Linked DNA regions of Mus musculus: all the other regions are linked to region 3. The links are chromatin contacts, called in public promoter capture Hi-C maps. All regions are on one chromosome and are shown on one strand. The core of a region is the stretch at or near the end of the contact, and the rest is flanking DNA. Distances in the headings are between cores, read along the strand shown. Region 1 holds the start of Kcnk16 (potassium channel, subfamily K, member 16). Region 2 holds the start of Dnajc9 (DnaJ heat shock protein family (Hsp40) member C9). Region 3 holds the start of Gng2 (guanine nucleotide binding protein (G protein), gamma 2).

Region 1 (4,483 bases), core at 1,782-4,281, 290 kb after region 3:
GAAGTATGGTTGCTCCTGCCTCTTTCCTATGGGAACTGATGTTCACCAGCTGGGTGGAGGCCTCCTGGCCCTCACTTGGGCAGACTTTAGCCTCCTCTTTCCCACACACCCAGGGAGCTGGGGCAGGCATTCCAGAGTGTGTCCTCTCCCTAGAGACTTTCACCCTTGGGCCTAGCATTTGCCCAGCTCCTCAGTGCATCTCTGAGCCTTCCAACCTGTGGAGAAGGGGTTCTGACTCCTCTGATGGCTCTGGGTGTGGCTGAGTAGCCTCAGGGAATCCCATGGTAATGGAGAAAGGGGCTGATGTACATACAAACTTGCTTCCTCGTGGAATCAAGTTTGAACACCATACTCAGCACTGTGTGTGACTCAGTGTATGAGTTCCCCAGGAAACGGATTCCCCCAAAACTGATTTCCAGGCTCCACTTACCCTGGGAGGTGAGGATTTGTCCTGCAACTGAGGACTTTCAGGGGTGTGTCTGTTTCATCTTTCCTAGTGAGTCCTCAAACTAAGCACAGGCCCCTTGGGATGCAGTCAGATCTGGTCCATCCTTGCCCCTTGACTACAGAGCTGGTTTAAGCCTTGCCACCTGTCTGCCCACTCCTCGTTCCTGGCTCCACTACCAGCCCAGGGCAGGAGGTTTGGAGGGTGTTCCTGACTCAGGCTTACTTCTGGGATGTTGAGGGGGCTGGAAATGAGCATCATCCCTGAGTAACTCTATATTCAGAGTATATCCACATATAGAACAACAGAACAGTCCACTCTGTTCACATCTCATCTAGTAAGCCTGTTGCTCTCAGTCCCAAGAGAAGTCTCAGGGCCTCAGCACCACCTGGTGAGCTCACCCAAAGTGCCTGAGTCAGCAGGTCTGGGTGGATGCTGACGCTTGCTCTCCTGACATGCTCTCAGGCGTTGCTGCTGGTGAGGGAGGGCCACAGACTCCACCTTAAAAATTCTCGCTTTCAGCAGTGCCCTGTCCTCACTGGGTGAGCTGGTTCATGGAATGAAAAGTAGAGAGCTCCCCAGCGAGAAGAATGGGTGTGAGTTCTGCCTCAGCCAGTGACTGTGCAGACTTGTCGACACCCTGCATCTCTCACCTGCAAGCTGAAGGCAGTGCTTGCAGTAAGCAACTGGGAAGAAAGCACCTGCAGGGTGCTCAGCCACAGGTGCTAAATGATGGTGGCCCAGAGCCCCGTCCCTACCAATGAATGCACATTCTCACTGTGCCAGCTTTGCTTGGCTTGTTGTTTGGTGTTCGCTAATACTACCTGTTCCACCTGTCTGTCCATCTTCTCAGTGCCCCACCTTTGCCCAAAATACCTAGTTTTGCTTTGTTTCTGAAAGAGAGGGAGGCAGGAGGAACCCAGGCAGGAAGTAAGACCACCTAGGGGTCCAGTTCTGGCAGCTTTCATCCACCCCACCTGGCCGCTGTCTACCAGCCCAGCTCGTTCTAACCTTTGTGTGTGTCTCTACCCAGGGAGATAGGCTGGGAGCCAGCCTATGGAGCAGCAGTCTGAGAAGTGGGCGAGTGTGAGAGGGGACATCTCTGGAGTGTTGAAGACTGACAGTTCATGTGTGTCGACTGCAGGTGCATTTTCTTTGTGGATGTACATGTGTCTATTCCCATTTGCTTATGTGCAGAGTTGTGTACGAATATGTTTGTGCAGGCGGCCAGGGCTCAACCACAGGTGTCATTCCACAGAGCCATCGGCCTTGTTTGGGTTTTGCCTTGAGACAGGGTCACTGAAATAGAGCTAGCCCTTTTGGTTAGGCTGCTCTGGCCTAGCCAGTGAGCTCTCAAGATCCACCTGTCTCCCCAACCCACCAACCCAATGCTGGGGTCACAGGCACTTGCAGCCATACCCAGAGATGTACATGGGGGCCAGGTCCCTCTACTTACAAAGTACTCTTTCCTACTAAGCTGTCTGTCTAGCTTTCCACCTTTCCTTTTCTCCTTCTTTCTTTCTTTCTTTCTTTCTTTCTTTCTTTCTTTCTTTTCTTTTCTTTTCTTTTTCTTTTTCTTTTTTTTCTTTTTTTTTTTTTGAGACTGGCTCTCTTACTGGCCTGAGGCTTGCCCATTTGGCAAGGCTGGCTGGCCATAGAGCCCAAGGGATCTGCCTGTCTAGGCCGTTCCAGTGTTGAGATTACAAGCCGCCATGCCTGACTTTTTTTTTTTAAATTACATTTTAATTAGTACATAACAGTGTGTGTGGATATGGGTGTGTTTATATGCATGTGGAAATGCATGTACCATTGTGTGCATGTCAAGATCAGAGGACAACTTCCAGGAGTTGTCTCTCCTTTCCCTATGTGAGTTTCAGGACTTGAACGGCAGCCATCAGGCTCTGCTCCGTGCCAAGTGCTTTTACTCGCTGAGCCATCTTGCCCGCCCACCTCTGGGGGTGTGGGGACATCTGGGTCTAGAACTCAGGTCCTTATATTTGTTTGGCAGATGCTTGGCTGAGCCAACTTCCCAATCCCAGATATATTTTTTCTTCTCATCTTACTGATGAGGACATTTAGGTTAAGTGACTGGCAAGGTCACATAACAGACCTGAGAATCGGGGCCCCGGACTAGATCTCTCCAGGCTCAAGCTTCCTCCACACTCTGCTTCCAAAGGGGAACCAACCTCTGGGTAGTGGCTCTGTTCCTGCCACTAGCCCCTCCATTGCCTCCCCACTCTTCCTGTCCCATTCTTTTGTACTCTCACCTGTACAAACTGCTCCAGGGCCTGCTGGTCTAGGCAGGTGTAGTTCTCTAAGAAGCGTAGCTTTTCCAGCTGGAACTGGTCCCTGGATTGAGCCTCTGCCTGCTTCTCCAGCAGCTGGAAGATGGTGGCCCCAAGCAGTAGGTAGCAGATATAGGCCAGAAGCAGGGGCAATACTTGGCCACCCCAGCAGCCGCAGACCCCAGCACGGGGCATGATGTGGCCAGGACTCTGCAGCAGCTGTCAGGGTGGCTGTGAAAGAGTTGGAAGAGGTGAGAGCCCCTGCCACTGCCTGCCCTGTCCTCCACCGCACAGGTGTCTGCGGCAGGGGAGTCTGTTTGAACAGTGTGGTGTGCAAACAGGCCTGCCATCCCCCACCCAGCCTTGTTTTTCCATGCAGAGCAGCAAGGCAGCAAATGCTTGGGCCCCTCAGGGACACCTATGAGCTCTTCCTGAGCTCATCTGGTCTTAGCTTCTGCTCCCAAGTGAGGCTGAGTGTCTGGGAGAGAATCTGATCAGGAGCCCACTCTGCTGGGACTGAAGGGATCTTGACAACTTCAGATTCCTCACTTGGGAAGGCTCTCGGCTCAAACACAGGAGGCTGGGAGGGAAGGCTCACGAGGGTGTGGGTTGCCCTTGCTTACAGAAGGGAATGGGGAGGATTGACCTGCCTATTGGGGGAACCTGGGACTGAGTAAACCAGAGTAAAACAAATCAAAGCAAAGTAAACAGGCAGATGACAGCCTTGCTTAGCAGCATTATCAATTGGTGCTACTGATACATGGACAGCCCTGGTTACCACCAGCTATCACTTTGGCCAATGGTTGGTCTTGTTTGAGACCCTTGAACAGGTTGTCTGAGGATGCTGAGCTCAGGAGATGAAAGTGGGGAGAAGACAGAACCGGACATGAGCCTCCACCCATATATTACTGTTGGTGACTCCTTTTTTTCCACAGGAGGACCCATAGTGCCTCGATTGATCTTTGGTAGATGCGACTACTTTACTGACATTATACAATAATTCACCTAACATACTGTGCATGTGTGCAGTTACTGATTTATTTTTTTCTTTTTAGTTGTTAGCTTAACCTTCAACAGCTGACCCGTCTCTCCAGATTTATCTATCTAGCTATCTATCTATCATCTATCTTCCTGTCTGCCTGCCTGCCTGCCTGTCTTGTTTTGGTTTTAAGACAAAGACTCAATGTAGCCCTGGCTGGGCTAGAGCACGGTATGTAGACCAGGCTGGCTTTAAATCCACACAGATCCACTATCTTCTGAGTGCCAGGATTAAAGTCATGTGACACCATGACCAGCTATCCCATTTTATTTATTTAAAAATATTTATTTAGCTTTATTTTGTGTGTATGGGTGTTTTGCCTGCATGTATGTCTGTGCAGCATGTGCAGGCCAGAAGAGGGTATCAGATCCCTTGGAACCTGAGCTGCAGGTGGTTGGGTGCTGGGAATGGAGCCTGAGTCTTCTAGAAGAGCAGATAGTGTGTGCTCTTAACCACTGAGCCATCTCCTCAGGCTTACTGTTTATTTCTTAATATTTATTTTTATATATGTGTGTGTTTGTGGGTGTGGATGCATGCATGTGTGGGTGGGTACCCATAGAGTCCAAGAGGGCGCCAAATGTCCTGAAGCTAGAATTACAGGCAGCTATGAGCTAACAAATGTGGGTACTGAAGTTTTAACACTGAAACACCTCTTCAGCCCACCCCCTATCTTCCTTTGAGACAAGATCTCATGGAGCTCAGGATGACCTCAAA
Region 2 (4,985 bases), core at 1,067-3,566, 410 kb after region 3:
ACCACTGGGAATAAGGATAAATTGGGATCTTGTTATTCCAGAACAAAAAACAAGTTTTGTTCTATTATCGTCTCTTAAAATTCAGCATTCCTCAATCCCTTTACACAGCTTTCAAACTGTCATTTCCCCTCTAACTCCAAGTTTCTCAAACCAAAATCCTGATCTAATACAGCTGTTCTGTTTTACATGCGAAAATGATTAGCAAGCAACAGCTGTGACTCCAAGCCATGAAAAAGGCATAGCAGTCTCTTCTCTGTAAAGCAGGCCCTTAAACTCACCCCAAACACTAAAGTTAGTTTTTCTCTCTGCATGTTCTTGTACTAAAAGCTCCAGGTCTTTGCCCATCCACTTGAGCCACACAAAAGACAACTCAAGTACCCACCAGACACCTAACATCTTAAATTGCCAGCTCTCCAGTCAGCTCCAATCGTGAAAGCCAAGACGAAGCAACCATTGCTTTACCAGCAGTCTGGGGTAACTTTCCCAAAGAGCGTAAGCAGGGTTGTTTGCTTCCTTCAACTCCTCAGCTAACATCCCCACTCTTCCTGGTTAGACAGGGATGAAGGGATGAAGAATCAACCGCAAGTCCCAATCCTCAAGTGTAGGCAATTGTGTTCCTCAGAGTGGGGACAGGAGAGACCACCCAGTGGTTACATGGAAACCGGAGGTGTCAAATCTTTGGGAGCTGGAGTTACAGACGGTTGTGAGCCACAACACCCAACCTTGGTCCTGAAAGTTGAACTTGGGTCTCTGTAAGAGGAGTACATGCCCACTGAGCCATCTCTCCATCCCCTTGTGTGTGTGTGTGTGTGTGTGTGTGTGTGAAATAACTATATGTATTTACAGAATTTTTTTTAATTTTTGTTTTCTCCCCCTCTTCTGGGCAGTTTTGGAGAATTAGGGACCTCCCACGTACTAGACAACCAATGCAGCACGGATCCACACAGCGCAGCCTGACCTCAAAAGTGGCAATCCTCAGTTAGCTTCCTCAGTGCTCAAGTACTGGGAGCACCACCCCGCCATTCTACATGTTTAACAGCACACAATCACTGCCATCTTCTACCTGTTCAATAACCACACAAGGCCCACAGCCTTGTAACCAGGCTCCATACAGCAAAGCTACAAGGACTGCCTCGTGTGAAAAGTTTTTCAGAATCACTTGAGGGTGACTTCAAACAGTCCATAAAGTGGAATCATTTTCAGCACAACATACCAAAGTAATCAGGGCTTTCTTCCTGGTCATCTAGTTAGATCAATGCTGCAGGTCAAGCAGTCATATCGCAGCAGTCTATTTCCGTCGCTGTGAATACAGCGAGACCCTTTTTTGAAGCAGCTGAGATGTGCTAGGAACAACACTACTTACCCTCCTTTTCCTTGCATTCATCTTTTGTTTAGACTCTTTGACGAAGGCGCTGTAGGCTGGAATCTCTTTGGATTCAATAGCTTTTTGAATGATGTTTCTTATCCTGGGTTCATCTGTGTACTGTACACAAAGTACAGACTCCATGATCTGGTCCATGTCGCCCTTGAAGTCCAGATAGGCCTGCTTAATATCGTTTAGCTCTTCTTCGGAGCCTTTGTATGTCTTTTCAAAAGCTTGGATATCCTCTAGCGATATCTAATAACAAAGAAGATTGCTTTAACTTCGCGAATTGTTCTTGTGGACTGAATGATGAGAATTAGTCAAAGCCACTAAAGCTCTTTACCTTTTTAAAGAGTAATCTCCAATATGCATCCCAGTCCCGGTCTTGGTTGAGGCCAGCAGAGTCTTCGTCCACTGTCCCCTGTTCATCGTACACTGCTTTCTGTTCCTTGTCACTCAGAACCGCGTAGACTCTTCCCAAGATCTGTAAGCAGAGTATCCAAAAGTCATCCTGAACCTCCCACCGAAACAGGGCAGCTAGAAAAGCTGAAAAATGCCAGGCCGAGGATCAGCAGTGCGCTGTCCTAGGAGCAGGGGCCCCGCGAGAGCACAAGTCCGGGCAGCAGTCCGAACGCGGGCCCACAAACCTGGAAGCGGCGGGTGGCGTCCTCTTTCTGGTCCTCCTCTACTCGGTCGGGGTGCACTTGCAGGGACACTTTGTGGTAGCCGCGTCGGACCTCGCCGTCCGAAGCCTCGCGCCGCACGCCCAGCACTTGGTAGAGGTCGGCGGTGCCAAACACCTGCTCGCACAGCTCCAGCAGCCCCATGCCAGGGAAGAGGCTGCTCCGCGAACCCGGGGAAGCTGTAGCCACAGCCGCTCTGCTGGACAGCGGACCGCCGGCCGCCTTTTCCCGCCCAAATAACTCTGGGCGCCTGCGTCACAGGAGAAGCGCCGGGGGCGGGGCCAGCCGCACTTTACGGCAGCCGCAAAGCAGCCTCGCTCTCGCCCGCGAAGTAAAATGAGACGGCGGTGGCGTCTTCTGGAGAGGAGGCACGCCCCACCCGGTGCCAGCCACTACTGCGCTTCCTCCCAGTTCCCTGCACAGCTCAATGATACATGAGAGTACGGTACAAGACACAACGAAAGTTTTCCGAATAGAGAGCGGATGCTCGGGCTGGAGAGGATGCTCAGCGGGTTGGAGGGCATGCCGCCATACCTGACGACCTCTGGGACCCATACAGTGGCAGGAGAGAACATACTCTGTCAAGTTGTCTTTTGGCCTACACACACACAAACACACACAATCATACACAATCATACAAAATAAGGAAAACTGGGAAACTTGACATGTTCAACCCAAAGGTTAATGTGTTTTTTAAGGTGATACTCAGAGTACAACTATAGGCTTAGATGACTTCATCTGGGATGAATCCCTCAGTCCATGCAGGAATAGCCTGTATCAATCAAAATACACAAAGCACAACTTTTAAGAATGCCTTTTATCTCAAAGGATGTGTATCTTTGGCAGCACAGAATCAGCGCCACTCACCTGCTGCAGTCACCTCACACAGCAATGGAAACTAATTGCACTGACCCACCCATCCTATCATTTTAAATAGTTCAGTGCTTCTTCGGCTTTTCCCCTCCTCGGATCTAAAAATCAAGGCCAACTAAACTTAGTTCCTCTCTTACCTACTTTCAAAGTTCCTTCATGCCCAGTGAAGGAAAACCAGCAGCCACACTGGATGGAGAGCAACCTCTGAATGTACATAAGTAACTATTCTCAGAATCCAGATAAAACAGGCCAGAGCACTACATTCCTAAAGAATGTAGCCTTACTCTAGAACTTAAAACCTACATTAACCAGCACGTAAAAGCAAACCTGTGATTCGTGTTTATAGCTGTAGAATCCCATGGTTCTGGGGCACTGTGAGGCAGACGGTGTGTTTGATTTCATACAGCCTGTCATTTACATACTGAACTCACAATACCTAAACACGACTCTATCATAGACTGTTCTGTGTATGCGTGCACATTCATGTGTTGGTTAGAGTGGGCATGTGCATGCTTTAACACATGGAGGTCAGATACCACCTTAGGTGTCAGTCTTCACTTCCTACCTCATTTGACACAAGATGTCTGTGTTGTTTCTCCACTGTGCATGCCAGCTTGCCCGTGTCTGAGGATTCCTTTGTCTCTCCACCGTCCCATGTCCCTGTAGGATGCTGCTATTGCAGACTCTTTGCTTCCTGTCTAACTAGTACATGGGGTCTAAGGATGTGAACTCAGTACCTCAGAGCTAAGGTAAAAATAAAGCGCTTTACGTCCTGAGCCATGTTCTAGGCTTCCCACTGGCATTTAAAGTGAGCTTTGGAATGGCTGTCTTATCATTTGTTTTTCCTTTCATATAGGCAACATTATATGTAGGAAAATACTTTGTAGGTAGACATACGGAGTTTGAATCCCAAGTTGTTCTCAAGTTATGTTTCCTACTCCTGAGCATAGCCTCCCTCATCTGTAACCGTGGATCTGACTGACCCACAGCTGTGATACAGAACACACAGCGACAGACTCTCAGCCTTTGGATGCACTTCCTTCTGATTACTCTTTAAAGGGTAGCGGAGGACGCCTTCATTCCCGCCACGCAGCAGACAGAGGCAGGTGGCCAGCCTGGCACACAAAGTCAGTTCTGTTCCGGAGAAACCAATCTCAGAAAAGAAAAACAAACAAAAGAAAACAATAAAAAAAAAAAAAAAGGTAAGGCTATTAAAGCCCCAACTTTTCCATCAGAGTCTTTGTATACATGAGCTCATGTGTCAAGGAAACAGACAATACACAAGGCGATTGTCTTCTTCACCTTTGGGATGATCCAAGTGGTTAAGGAAGCATTTGGGCCATGCATAGAAGCCCTCCCTGTAATCCTAGCACTCAGAGGACACTACAAGTTCAAGGTCAGGCTGGTGTATAGATTACATAAAACAAGCTCCACACCAGCCAGGGTTGCAGAGAAAAACCCTGTCTTAAAGAAAACATTTGAATGAGCCAAGAACACTCGGCTGAGGACTCTGAAGCAGGAACGTACTGGATACCAGCAAACTGTAAAGCTGCCCGTGTGACCAGGGCCTAACCCAAAGCCCAAACCTCCCTGTACCCCCTGCATGCCACAAGGTAAGGTAGGAAAGCCAAGCAGGTATCTACATCCAGCTCTAACATCAGACAAAAGAAACCTCTGTCTGACTCCTGCTCAGGCTATGCCAGAGGACCGTGACTTAGAAAACTCCATTTATTGATCCTTAAAACCCAACACAAAACTTTATGCACAAGTTTCACAGGCCCTTGACTTTGCGGCCACGGCAGTGTTCACTGAAGTCAGCTTGCTTCTGTCTCTTTGGCCTCTGACTCTGCTTTCTGAGACGCTAAGAGGACCTCTCGTGCTCTCCTCCTCCGTAGTCTCTCAGCATTGGTGATCATCATTGGATGAAGGGGGAAAAAGCCAGACAGACCTAAAAGCAACAGGATTCTCATTATAATGTAGCTCACATGTAGTTTCCCAAGAGTCTGCTTCCCAGAACTGAAACCCAACACCTGACCAACAGCATAGGCAAGAAATAGGCTCCTGGC
Region 3 (4,695 bases), core at 581-3,080:
CACACAGTGCGATCACCAGACTCTAGATCTAGCCTAGGTCTCCATCCAGAAGAATGAAGCTACATATTTCACTTTAGGATGCGATGGGGACTTTAGAATCCTGAAATGACTCGCTTTGATTAAATTCAAGAAAGCCTTCCCAAGAGCCCATGGTTACAGCAACTCCTACACATGCTCAGGAAAATAGAAATTTATTTCTTCAGTGTCCATGAAAGCTTCCTGTCTCAGAAAATGCACCGCTACTCGACAAATTCTGAGAAGCTAAATGAATTTCATAAAGGTGACAAAACAAAACTGAATCTCAATTGTGTGGCTTCTTCAACTGACAATGGTTTTATCACAAAAGTACATATTTTCTCCACTGGTATTATTTGGACCTTAAAAAAAGAAACTTGTATTTTAATAATTCATGAGTATTCAAACATGCCATTTTATTGTTTTCATTCTACCACACGAAGCTCTTTCTTTGCTTTGAAAAACTATCTCCTTTTATTGTATATAAAAAAGTAAAAATCATTTTAATCAATGCTTTCTTATGCTTAACTACACTTTTGTTGAAGATTTTTTAAAAATTATGACACAGTTTATTAAACTGTTTATCCTACATGTTCTGCCAAAAAAGCCCATAATCTCAGTTCAAGCCTGTTAGACCTCTTTATTGTACTTTTATATATATCACTCATAAACGCAAACCAGTTACTATCCCAGACTCATTATCAGCATCCAGTGCTTAAGAAAATTTACAGAATAAAAACTGTGTTCTGATTGTATTAACTCAGTGTACAGCATACACAGACAAGGAAACAAACCAGCTCACTTCGATATTATCTCTGTCTAGAATTAACAATCGTTTTGATCTAGAGATGGATAAAATTCATACAGGCATAAAATCCATTTACACACCGGTATCCGATTTTCAGCAAGTTATAGGCCGGCCATGGTCCTTTAAATAAGGATGCAACTTTAGGGTAAGACCTACTAACAAATGGTAGCAGCAAGGAGAGGAAGACACTAGTTCCTTAGAGGTAAATACTGGCCCCTCGCTCTCGAAATGCGAGCCTTTGTTGGTAAAAATCTATGTACAAAAGAACCCAACATCCTCACAGCCAAACCACAGCCATAATGTTGCAAAGAGACGGCTCACCGAAATACATACGTATATGAGTGTGCTTAACATCTTTCACCACTTACACCCCAAAACAAGGGTCTGCCACGCTCGGGTGCCCAGACTGCAGCTTCGCACCCCAGCTGACTGCAACTCAGCCCTGTCGGTCTGCTGAGCCAGCTAAACAAACCACTTCTTACATTCAGCTTGTTTTCCTAAACACTGAGGGTGGTTCCCCACACCCTGAACAAAATGTGTCACAAATCTGACCATCGTTCTCGAAAAAAAAAAAAAAAATTAAAATCCCATCTTAATCATTTCCCCCAAGCCTGAATCAATGTTCCTCGCTTCCCTAAGAAATCCACCCCAAAACCCACAAGCATGGTCACTTCATCTCAATTCAAAAGGAGCTACATGGAAAACGTGTCCTTTACCTTGCTTGGCTCCGGAGGCTTGGTTAGAGAGCAGCTTCCCCTGGCGGAGCAGATGGGTGGTGAGGTCGGCCCGCCCAGCCCAAGCCCAGCCCAGCCCAGCCCAGCCCAGCCCAGCCCAGCCCAGTCAGCCCAGCCCAGCGCAGCGAAGCCCTGCCCAGCCCAGCCCAGCCGTAGTAGGAGTTGCCCACCGAGAGGCGTCGTGTGTCTGTCTGTATAGCAGCCCCTGAAGCCCAAGCCTGAGTCCCCACCCAGCTTTGTCTTCAATCCTCATTCCTACAGGAAGCAGCTCATCTCCCACTTCCTCCTCTCTTAGTATCGGGTAGCAAGCCAGCTTTCTCGTTTGCTTCTCCCACCACTTCAGGGCTTCCTCTAAGTGGCTTTGTCTGCTGCTGATGCTAATTTGGCTCTAATCCCCTGGACCCCTTTTTTCCAGCGCCCTTCCATCCCCACTGCACTGTCTTCTCAGTCCTTTTCTTATCTCCCAGCGCTCATCTCCCAACAGTGTCCACACAGTGCCTCAGTGGGTTTCCTCAACACCCAAACTGCTTTCTCATTCTGAACTGAAGCTACTGTATTTATTGGGCCGGCGTAGACTCTGGTCCTGAGATCCGGGGCCAGCCAGCAGCGCCTTCTAATTTACGGCCTATCTGCATTCCCAAGCAGCTTGCAGCCTCTTGCTGCCGAGTTTTTCCTCTGTGGCCAGCCAACCTTTCCGGAGCTTCATTCCCCCAAGGTCTCCCTACCACTGAGATTTTATTTAACCCATATGCTTAGAAAATAATGGCACCCGCAGGACTTCTGGGACGTGTGAGCTAAGCCAAGTCCTGCAATGCTGAGGTAGATCTAGCAGTGAGAACAGTCCGAGGAGAGTGTGAATGAAGGGAGGGGTGTGGTCTGAGTGGCCCGGATTCCCAGTCCAGCCATAGATCCCCTCCTCTACCACCCACCTAATATTGGTAGGGCTGAGGGGCCTCTTTTGCCCTTTGTTTCAGACAATAGGATAGTGTCATGAATAAAGAGAACCATTGTCAGTCTGTCCTCCAGAGTTAAAATCTGAGCTGTCATTCCTGCCTGTAAACTTAGACAAATGACTTAATGTCTATATGCCTCAGTTTCCCCACTTGCAAAAATCATACCATATTTCACAGTGGAAAAATCTGAGAAGGAAGTAAGACCAGACAGATACGTGGTGCTTCAAATAGTTCCCAGAGCAGAGAAAATACTCAATTACATACTATCGGTTATTATTTACAAGAGACTGAAACTCAGGTGACAAGTGGCTCGGACAGTCAACAGCCGGTCGGACACCAGTGTTTGTTCCCCTGGCTTCCCCCAGTTATGTTCACAGCTGAGCCCTGATGCTTGTGGCAACAATTTACCCCAGGTTTGAGTTATTCTTTCTCTGGATTAAGGAAGCACTTTGGGGGAAGGTACATTTTAAACACCAGCAGGGCAGCGAGGAGGGAATCCTTGCTCCTGAAGGGAGGTGATGCATGGTAGTCATAGCTGCAGTTTCAGTACTGTAGCCTGAGACAACAGAATCACTTTGAGCTCAAAGCTCCTCTGAGTTACATGGTGAGACCCTGTCTCAAATGTAATTAATAAATAAATCCATCCTCTCTCAGAAGCCAGGCCTAGAAAGCTAACCTTCTCAAGCATTAGAAGCAATCTGCTACTGTATTTTGAAGGCCCTGTCCTACCTTCACTCACCAGGAGGGAATCTGACAGGAAAATCTAGATTGATGCAGGCTCATCAGCTGTGCCTTCCTCGCACACCCTGGGGACTACCGAATGTCATTCTGGCAGGCGCAAAAGTTACTCTCAGTGAGTGTTCTCAAACAATCCCAAGATTCCTTTTGTTTTGATTTCAAGTTCCATGAAGTTTCTCAGAAATCTTTTTTTATTGTAAGAGACCAGAAATGTCCAACATAAAGTATATATACATACATATATATAAAATAGTGTGTGTGTGTGTAATGCTAAGCCTAAGGGGGGGGGGAGGTCTCAAAAGTTTGGGGAAATTATAAAAACAAGACTTTGGTCAATTTTAAACCAAATTTTAAATCTTTACTTTTAATCCAGCTAAGAGACTCTCCTTCCCTCCCTCCCTTTCTCCCTCCCTCCCTCCCTCACTCCTCTCCATGAGAAAGGGGTTGGTATTTCTATTAAGTTTTTATTTAGAAAAAAATCTTTTAAACAAGAAATCACTAGGAATTTGTGCCTGCCTCCTAACGTATCCCCTCTACTCTGGTCATAAACCTCCCAGGAGATTCATCTGCCGGGCTCCAGGAGAGACCGACCAAACTCCTCAAACTAAAAACCCAGATTTTAAGATGTCCCCTTCCTGTCATTAGCCTCATTGATTTCTGTCCCAGCAGCTTCTTCTTTCAGGAGGCAAGAGTCACGTGTGGGTGTGTAGCTCCTCCAGGGGAAGAGATTAATCCAGCTTAGAGTTGGAACACAAGCATACGAGGCCCTGACACCCGGCCTACAATGTACCCATTTCATAGGGGAAAAGGTGAGCCTCTTACTTATGTGAAATGCTTGTGCAATCAATTGTCAGATGAAAGCTACTTTACATACATTCCATTGACTCAGAGATAAAAATCTGAAAACATTCACCACTGTTCTCATTTGCAGAAAGTAATACCCTGCTGTATGTCTTACATTTATCTGATAGTGGTGGCTGATGGGGACACAAAGGGCATCATTTTAGCCTAATGTCCCCATTTTCCTATAATTTTGAGCATTCTGGCTAGCAGTTCATAGGAGCTCTAAATATTACTTGACGCCTACTCCTCTCTCTATAGTCTCCATTTTCTTTAAGAAGGCACATCAAACCAACTGTACACACAGTGTTAGGATAACTGCATACCCCCTTTTCTTTGCTATTTCAAAGTAAATCAGTCTTTGATGGCTACCTCCAAATTACCTCTTTACCCAGGTTGTCCCTCTCTCCTCCCCTGCCACCACCTTCTGTCCCCACTGCTTTGGGTTTCCCTGTGTGGCTGCAATGTTTTCTACTATAGGCCTCTACCTCCAGCCATTCTTCTAAGTCATCCTTAACAGAATTTCAGTTCCAAAATGAAGAGCTGACCATGTCACTGCCCTGCTTTCATTGCTACCTTTCTGCCCTTCCCACGGCACAGCACGCCA

Evidence for each region. Promoter capture Hi-C pulls out the DNA fragments that hold promoters and counts their contacts.
Region 1: a promoter capture Hi-C map of embryonic stem cells shows a contact between it and region 3. The contact joins the promoter of Kcnk16 here to the promoter of Gng2 in region 3. A contact is called at or near these places in 13 of 39 promoter capture datasets (the 3T3-L1 cell line, the C10 cell line, the HPC-7 cell line and 7 more), 1 of 484 Hi-C or Micro-C datasets (embryonic stem cells), 3 of 115 datasets of contacts at active chromatin or transcription factors (embryonic forebrain, embryonic stem cells and forebrain) and 1 of 9 other capture datasets (adipose tissue).
Region 2: a contact with region 3 is called in a promoter capture Hi-C map of pre-B cells. The contact joins the promoter of Dnajc9 here to the promoter of Gng2 in region 3. A contact is called at or near these places in 4 of 39 promoter capture datasets (the C10 cell line, cranial neural crest and pre-B cells), 1 of 484 Hi-C or Micro-C datasets (B cells) and 3 of 115 datasets of contacts at active chromatin or transcription factors (astrocytes, effector CD8 T cells and embryonic stem cells).

The regions. Positions count from the first base shown.
Region 1 is chr14:20,266,238-20,270,720 of GRCm38.p6, forward strand. Kcnk16 (potassium channel, subfamily K, member 16) reads right to left here and starts at 3,032. Exons shown (of 5, transcript NM_029006.2): 1 at 2,713-3,032. The coding sequence starts at 2,925.
Region 2 is chr14:20,386,594-20,391,578 of GRCm38.p6, forward strand. Dnajc9 (DnaJ heat shock protein family (Hsp40) member C9) reads right to left here and starts at 2,317. Exons shown (of 5, transcript NM_134081.5): 1 at 2,011-2,317; 2 at 1,707-1,847; 3 at 1,364-1,618. The coding sequence starts at 2,190. It overlaps Mrps16 (mitochondrial ribosomal protein S16), which reads right to left. Exons shown (of 3, transcript NM_025440.3): 3 at 4,629-4,867. The coding sequence ends at 4,734.
Region 3 is chr14:19,975,419-19,980,113 of GRCm38.p6, forward strand. It overlaps Gng2 (guanine nucleotide binding protein (G protein), gamma 2), which reads right to left and starts at 1,831. Exons shown (of 4, transcript NM_010315.4): 1 at 1,540-1,831.